Regions from separate parts of the Sus scrofa genome. Here region 1 is linked to region 2. Evidence: chromatin contacts called from public Hi-C data. All regions are on one chromosome and are shown on one strand. The core of a region is the stretch at or near the end of the contact, and the rest is flanking DNA. Distances in the headings are between cores, read along the strand shown. Region 1 overlaps PTPN3 (tyrosine-protein phosphatase non-receptor type 3). Region 2 overlaps PTPN3 (tyrosine-protein phosphatase non-receptor type 3).

Evidence for each region. A called contact is a pair of places that touch in the nucleus more often than the background predicts.
Region 1: a contact with region 2 is called in a Hi-C map of omental adipose tissue, with 1.6 times the contacts expected there. The contact joins two enhancer-like sites. A contact is called at or near these places in 10 of 47 Hi-C or Micro-C datasets (adipose tissue, embryonic fibroblasts, epiblast stem cells and 6 more).

What each region holds. Positions count from the first base shown.
Region 1 is chr1:250,559,358-250,563,122 of Sscrofa11.1, reverse strand. The region is part of intron 1 of PTPN3 (tyrosine-protein phosphatase non-receptor type 3); the gene reads left to right. Among named protein-coding and RNA genes, the nearest start is that of PTPN3, 22 kb to the left of the region's middle. Within about 2 kb of position 2,047, at least 6 of the 83 cell types and tissues checked have an H3K27ac peak or open chromatin away from gene starts, as enhancers often do. A contact at or near this core is called in omental adipose tissue, where this site is marked.
Region 2 is chr1:250,456,235-250,460,418 of Sscrofa11.1, reverse strand. All of the region lies in intron 14 of PTPN3 (tyrosine-protein phosphatase non-receptor type 3), which reads left to right. Among named protein-coding and RNA genes, the nearest start is that of EPB41L4B, 89 kb to the right of the region's middle. Within about 2 kb of position 1,353, at least 7 of the 83 cell types and tissues checked have an H3K27ac peak or open chromatin away from gene starts, as enhancers often do. A contact at or near this core is called in omental adipose tissue, where this site is marked.

The sequences.
Region 1 (3,765 bases), core at 798-3,297, 100 kb before region 2:
TGATGTAGAGGCATATTTCAGTTTATAAACCTCTTACAATACGATTATATAAATGTTTTTTCTTTATTCCTAAATCTGAGGCTGGTGTCATGTTCCCTGGAGAAGTACAATGGTCAGAGCATGTGTGGCCTCTGGAATAAATCTGGGTTTGTTGTGAGTTCTGCCTTCTTACTGGTCTGACCCTGGATGCATTGATTGATTGATTGTCTTTTTAGGGCTGCACTGGCTGCATACGAAGTTCCCAGGCTAGGGGTCAAATCAGAGCTGTAGCTACCAGCCAACACCACAGCCACAGCAACACCAGATTGGAGCCATGTCCAAGACCTACACCACAGATCACGCAACGCCAGATCCTCAACCCACTGAGCAAGGCCAGGGATTGAACTCACGCCCTCATGGATACCATTTGGGTTTGTTACCACTGAGCAAAGATGGGAACTCCCTGGATGCATTTCTTAACCACTTCCAGGCTCTGGATCCTAATCTGCCAAAACGGGCCATGATTACACACAAAACTGTTGTTGGGATTAAGGGAGTTAATGCAAATAAAGTGCTCTGCACGATTCTGGGTGAGGAGCCCTTGCTCCATGGACACAAGCTCTTATTCATAACCTCTTGACTGGGCAGCGTGGGGCAGCCACTCTGTACTGTGCCCCTGTGCGTGAGCAGCCCAGCCATGTATCCTCTAGCCCTCGGCATCAACAGGCTTATTTGGTTTCGAGACCCCCTTCTATCCTGTTTATGGGCTGTGTGATTGTGAGCAAGTCCCTTCACTGCCCTGGGCCACAGTTTCCTCATTCTTCAAATCGCTGATACTATCGCTATGATTATTACTTCTCCTAGTACAGCAAGAATTCCTTTTAGGTCAAGTCAACAAGGATTTTCTGATGCCCTGTTAGGCCCAAGGCCCAGTGCAGGGTCCTGGAGAGAAAGACAAATCAATGAAAGCCATGTACTTGAGGATTAGTAGTCAAGTAAGGGAGACAGGCTGGTGGTCACACAAATGTACCAGAGGCGACGGTGAATAAAGAGAACGAGCACTAGGTAGGGGGTTCCGGGAAGCCTTCCTGAAGGAGGTGAAATCTCAGTTGGCTTTTGAAGGATGAAGAGGAGTTTGCCAGACTCATCTCCCTTTAAAGTCAGTGGAGATAGTTTGTGGAATTAGGCGTCCCAAATTGGGGGGCAGGGGTGGGGGGTGTCTGTTGTACGTACAAGCCAGAGCTTTTCTTTTGTCTTAACTCATGGACCTCAGACCCAATACTCCACCCGGTCACCCTCATTTCTTCTAAGACCCCCTTCTGGGGGTGGCAGGGGATCCTTGGCAGGCTGCTGAATTAAACCTGCTTTAGGAGGGAAAGTGCCCATGAGACTTCCCTGGTGGCCTAGCAATTAAGGATCCAGCCTTGTCACTGCTATAGCTTGGGTCACCTCTGTGGCTTGGGCTTGATCCCTGGCCTGGGAGTGTCCATGCTGTGGGTGCAGTGGATAGAGAGAAAGAAAGGAAGAAAGGAAGAAAGAAAGAAAGAAAGAAAGAGAAAAAGAAAGAAAGAAAGAAAGAAAGAAAGAAAAAGAAAAAGAAGGAAGGAAGGAAAGAAAGAAAAAAGAAAAGAGAGGAATAAAGAAGGGAAGGAAAGAAGGAAGGAGGGAAAAAGAAAAGAAGGAAAGAGCCCCTATCAGGCAGTTTGGAAAAGATGGGAGAGCCCCCCCCCCCAGAGCATACAGATCACCTGGAAGCAGAGGCACCCTGACCAGCACCCATCCCCGGGGAATATGGCACATCTTAAGACTAAAGCATCTATCCCTCTGCCTTCCAGCAGAGCAGGTGTGAAGATCCAGCCTCTGTTCCTCCTTTCAGCAGCCACTCACATCTTCGTGATTCTATCTCTTCCTGAATTGTTCTTTTCTCATCCTTTCGCTGCCCACCCAAAGCCCACGTGTCACCACCTCTCCTGGGAAGCCTCTTGTTACCTGCCACTCCTGGCATAGTAGTTTCCCCCTGCCCTTCCAATGTCACCCCCAGTTATGCCACCATCACCCTGCATTCTGGGGCTCTACCTCCCGTTAGGCTGTGAGCTCTCTGCAGGCAGGTCCTGGGCCTGAGTCACTTTCTGTAGCCTCAGTTCCTGGCACAGAGCTGGACTCAGAGGACCTCGCTCGGTAAATGTTTGCTGAATTGAACTGAACTGAACTGAACTGGGCCCAGAATTCCTGCCTCTTTCCAGTCAATGTTTGTGTTTTTGTTTTCCTGCCTTGGCAGGAAGCAGAGAGCACACGCAAAGAGGTAACTGAAGAGCATGTAATGAGAAGATTGTTTCGAGGTCTGGGTGAGGTGAAGGCAAATGATGATGGCGAAGCACCCAGAGGCTAGGTGCTTGGGAAGTTGTTACTGGGCCAGGGCCTGACGGGGTGAAGGAAGGGAGCTGGTGCAGCCCTTGGCCAGAGCTGCAGCCAGCAGGGAGGGGCTGCCCAGCAAGAGCTGCGGAGGCGGCCCCTGCCAAACCACAGCTTGGAAGAGAGAAAAGACTGGGGAAATCAACGCCCACCTTGCTCCTGCCACCCATCTCCTGCTGCTGCCCTCCACTGGTCAAACCCAAGCGGAAGCCAGAGGCCAAAGGAGCCGGGGGGGGGGGGGGGGGGGGGGGGGGGGGGGGGGGGGGAGAAGAGGAGAAGGGGGGTGCGGGCCAAGGAAGGCAGCTTCCCTGGTGCCAGAACAGAGTGAATGAAAGTACGGAGCAGATCTGGATGGGGAAACGGGGAATATCCAGCCCAAGTGGTTTTCCCCCCAGATTTCATCCACGTTGCATCCGCATCAGAACCACTTCAAGAGTTTGTTTCAGAAGCCGATTGCCAGGCTCCAGCCCAGACCTCCTAAATCAAAATCTCTATCTAGGAGGCACGGGAATCTGCAGTTTCAGGAAGTCCCCAGAGTGATTCTAGAAATCACCTGGGGATCTCTGGGAAGTGTGGAATTATGGGAAAGCTGATTTGGTTAATTCAGAACGTGAACCTGCAGAGTCACCACAGGCAGAGGGCTTAATGATGTTGGTTCTCCACCTGTGAGTTCCAAAGGACCAGGGTACCTCATTCATTCATTCATTCATTCATTCATCCAGGATGCCTAGCGTGTGCTAATCTCCCAGCGCCGTGGAGAGTTCTGGCAACACAAAAGTGAACCAGGATGTTTCCCACAGGGACATCCTAGATAAGCTCTTCCCCGGCCATGTCGGCATTCTTCTGGGGCTCCAAAAACATGCCTCCCACGTGAGGCTGGCTCCTCAGCATTTCTGCAAACACCAGCTCAAGCACCAGGCCACATAGCAAACCAAACCCATGATTTCAACACCCTCACAAATGCATCTCTCTCCTGAGTCGGGGTGTATAGCTGCCTATGAACCATACGCCTGATGCCCCCACACTGCCCCCTGGTCCACACAGTCCTAAGGGGACTCATCTTCCAGCCCCATCCCCACCCCAAAGCTCCCAACCTCCGTGGGAGGTGCCATCATCCACCCTGTTGTCTAACCTGGGGTCATTCTCGACCCCTTCCCCCACCCCACCCTGCCCCCACTCCCCCACACCCATCACCAGGCCTGTCTGTTCAGCCTCCTGACTCTCCCACCCCCTTCCTTCTCTAGATTTCTGCCAGCCCTTCAGGTCACCTCCATTCCCCGCCTTCATTTACTCAACGATCCAATAAGCTTCCTTGTCCCTTCCTAAGGCCTTGTTGCCAGAGGGGTCTTTTAAATATGCAAGATCCAAACATGT
Region 2 (4,184 bases), core at 104-2,603:
GCCATATCGGACAGCGCCAGATCCAGTACGTGTCCAGATGCTGGTAGAGGAGAGATGAATTCCGTCCAGTGGTATGTGGACATCTTAAAGGGCTACACTCATTGCCAAGTCCTGCAGCGCACGTTATACACCCTTGGCTGCTCATTGAAGGGATGGGAAGACGAGTTAGATGAGTCTGTGCCTTCAGAGCCCTCCAGGCCAGCTGGGCCAGCAGCACATTGTCAGCCATCATCGTCGCACTGTAGGCTGTCACTTTGCTGAAAGGAGAAGAGAGTTTGGGGGACCGAGGGTCCTGAGAAGCCTGGTTATATGTCCTATAGCAGATCTTCCTGGTGTGCACCCCCATCAGGGAATTCTAGAGCCCCTAGACCTTCATAGGCCACCACACACACACGGCTCTTTAAATATCAGTTTGTTAAAACCGAATTGAAAATGTACTTCCCCAAGCCCTTTGGGTTTTATGTAATTTCTGGCCCTCCTCACCCCTAAACATTACCCATCAGTTCTTCCTGAAATTCCTCCGTGAGACCTAAAAAAATGTCATCATCCTGGGGCACTTTTTATTTTGCAGCAAAATGTTAAAAGTAGACAATAATGGTGATTCAAAGGCAGCTTCCTTGCCAGGGCTTTGCCAGGTGAGGCAGCCGGAGACGGCTCACGGAGTCAAGTTAGCGGCTGTGCTTTACAAGTGGGGTGAACAGTTGAAAAGGTGCAGCCCCTGTCACCTCCCTTAGGTAGGGGACCCCCTTCCTGCTGGCAGGAAGCCACCTTCTGCTGGGTCTTCAGAGGCTGCTGGCCTCTCTGAGAGTCGGGGCGGTGGAGGCAGTAGGGGGTGCGCCTCCACTGCCCAAGCCAAGAAGGGAAGGTTGGTCTGTACTCGGTGAAAAAACCATGGTAGTTTCTTCAGGGAGTACTGTCCCCACTTGGTATCTGTGGGGGCCTGATTCCAGGACCCTTGAAGATACCAGAGTCCACAGATGCTAAGGTCCCTTATGTAAAATGGCCAAGTACAGTTGGTCCTTTGTATCCAAGGATTTAATTCGATCCTACCTTGGTTGAATCTATAGATACTGAGGGTCGGCTACACTATTTGCACAAATGTTTAAGGAATGTTGGCTGTATTTTATACAGCAAATGAGTGTGTTAAGAGGCAAAAAGGAGTATCCTGTCAGGGAAATCAGATGAATAATGTCGCAGACAGCAAGGCTTTCCTTTGAGAAAGAAGAGTGAAGCATACCATTCTGTACCCATGTACACAAGAGGAGGAAAGAGAGAAAGGAGGAGAAGGAGTAGTTGGTTCCACGTTGGCTCTAAACCCAGCGGCGCAGCTCAGCCTCTCTGAACATCACCCGAGCAGATGAGTCACCGTGGTTTGTTCTGTATTTATAGCAGCACAGCCAAGTTTATGATGATAGTTACGAGGTACCCTTGGCAGTTTGCTTTGTGCCCGAGTCGACTGCCCTCTTGTCACTCTCTCAGTCATCCTGGGTTCCTTTCCTTGCTTCAGAGCCAAGGCCAAAATCTGCAGAGAGGAAATTTCCAAAAACAAGCAACCCACCACCCAGAAAAATCAGAAGGGGCAGGGTCCCAAAGGAAGCATGACTTTGCAGAGCAGAAGCTGGAGGAAAACAAGCTGTAGGGCGGATGAGGGCTGCGTCTGAAGAACTTCTCCTCCTCGGAGGGAGTGGCGGGGCTTGGTGCCATCGTGATGCCTTTGCTATTTGCTTTCCTCTTTCTTTAGAGCCTGCCTTGTTCCAAGGACACAGGCAGCTGTCGGTGTTTATTTCCAAACTTCTCTACACACGACAGTGTGAATACATGTCATGCTACTGAATGGTACCTTAAACATGGTTACGATGGTAAATTTTACATTATGTATAGTTTACCACTATTTTTTTAAAAAAAATTTAATAGCTTCCGTGCACTGGAAGGAACTTTGGGAATCCCCCTCTTCAACTGCATCACCAGTGTCAGAATTCCCTTAGCCTTGTCACCAGTCCCCCTGCTGGTGGCTAAACTGGCTCCTCGGAGGAGACCAGCAGTGACCAGGTTTCATTACAAGTTTTTGTGTTCATTCTTCCTGCACCTTGCCTGTCCTTCGCTTGGTCTCCGGCCACTTGTCTTGGACACCTAACAAATACCTTAAACCCAGCCTGGCCCGATCTCAACTCATCATCTTCACATCCAGCCTGTGGCTCCTCCTGTGTCCTGGTGAGCACAGCCGCATTTCAGAACCACCCAGTTGGCACCTGTTGGCACTTGAGGCATCCCCGACTCCCCCTCTTCTTCCACCTTCCTTAGCTGCTTTCTCACCTTGTTGATTCTCTCTCCCAAACAAGCTCTTGCAGGGACAGCTGCAGTGGTGTCCTGAGTGTCCTCCTGTCTTTTGTTTTTTGTTTTGTTTTATTTAGGGCTGCACCCGCGGCATATGGAGGGTCCCACGCTGGGGGTTGAATCAGAGCTAGAGCTGCTGGCCTACACCACAGCCATAGCAACACAGGATCCAAGCTGCATCTGTGAACCTACACCACAGCTCACAGCAACGCTGGATCCTTAACCCACTGAGCAAGGCCAGGGATCGAACCCACATCCTCATGGATTCATTAACTGCTGAGGCACGAAGGGAACTCCCTGTCCTCCTGTCTTTGGTCTCTGTTCCTTCCAGACCACCCTTAACAAGAGTAACAGGCTTATCTTTCTGAAATCCATACCCATCATCACTCCCTTGCTTAAAATGCCTTTTCTGTGCTTTTTCAAGGTTTCTTGCCTCTGTCCATGACACTGTTTTGGTTTTTCATTGTTAGAATTTTGCCAAAAATACTTTCTTCTTCCCTTTTGACTACCTGTTTAAACTTCTACTGATTTATCTTTCAAACTCAAGTGTCTCCTCCTCTGTGAAGCCTCTCCTAGCCTCTCACCATACCCCAGACATCTGAGCATCTCCAATACAGCATGATGATGGTACCTGATGACTTTTATACCCTAAACTAGACAGCAAGCTCGTTGAAGGCAGGGAGAGTCCCTTATTCACTTCTCCTCCTCCCAGAACCTGGCACTTGGCGCTTAGTAGATATTCTGTGACAGCTCAACTGGATGGACAGGCAGATGGATAGATGGGCATGTGAAGTAGGATGCAGCCCTCAGATAAAGTACAAACAAGGTCCCAAGTTATCCCAGAGGGTGCGCCTGCCCCGTGACTCCCTGGCAGGTACCCATGTCACAGGAGCACCATTGCACGGTGTCTGTCTCATCTGCACGTGGTCCTCTGTGAGCCGGGCCCCATGGTAGGTGCTGCTGCAGGACATGTGTCCATAAGAAACTCTCATCAGAGATGTCAAGCAAGAATTGACGAAACTTTAGCAAGTGCTCTCTTGCCATTGAGGTATCTTAACGTCTGAGGGGCCGCCCGGGGGCCAGATGGATGACACATGATTCCATTCGTGATGAGACAGAGAGGCAGAAAGCAGCCTTTCTGACCCACATTCCCTCAGCCACCTCCGCAACTTGCTGAGTTAAGTTTTGATCTCAGGCCCTTGGCATTTATGGCAGAGATAAGACCATCACCTGCAGAACGTCTCCTCATCATAAAAACCCATACTACGAAGACACAATCCTTTCATAAGGATCCACGTCACCTGTCTGGCTGCGTGTTAAGTGCACTAGGAGAGGAATAGCCAGAGGACTGGGCTTGAGAAGCTCACAGACTCAAGAGAGAAATGCCACCTGGAATGGCCCCTGTTCTGTCGCCAGCATGACAAGTGCCTCTTCACGGGCTCTCAGTGAGAGCTGTGAAGTCCTCAGGGTCTTGGTAATTTTCTGGGGTGTAAGAACCAGTGGTATGAAAAGCATCACACGGGAAATCCTGCCACTTTAACTTTCCTTAACCTTGCTTTTCTTCAGAGAAATGAGCTGTGCCCTGGCTTATGTTCCCAGTGCCCACCCCCCTTACAGGGATCTGAGGACGTGCATCTGTCTGCCGGTCCGTCAGTCTGTCTCTTTTCCCCCATCCCCTCTCAGGGGCAGACCACTTGCTTCTGTTCCCTCCTTCTCCCCTTTTCTTCACTCTGCACAGTTACCCCCCTCCACCAGGGACCCTGGGGGTGCCCCCCCTCCTCACCCACCAGGCTCTCCCTCAGTCATGCCTCACGTCCCACCCCAAGGGCCCCAAGGCAGGAGGAAGGCCA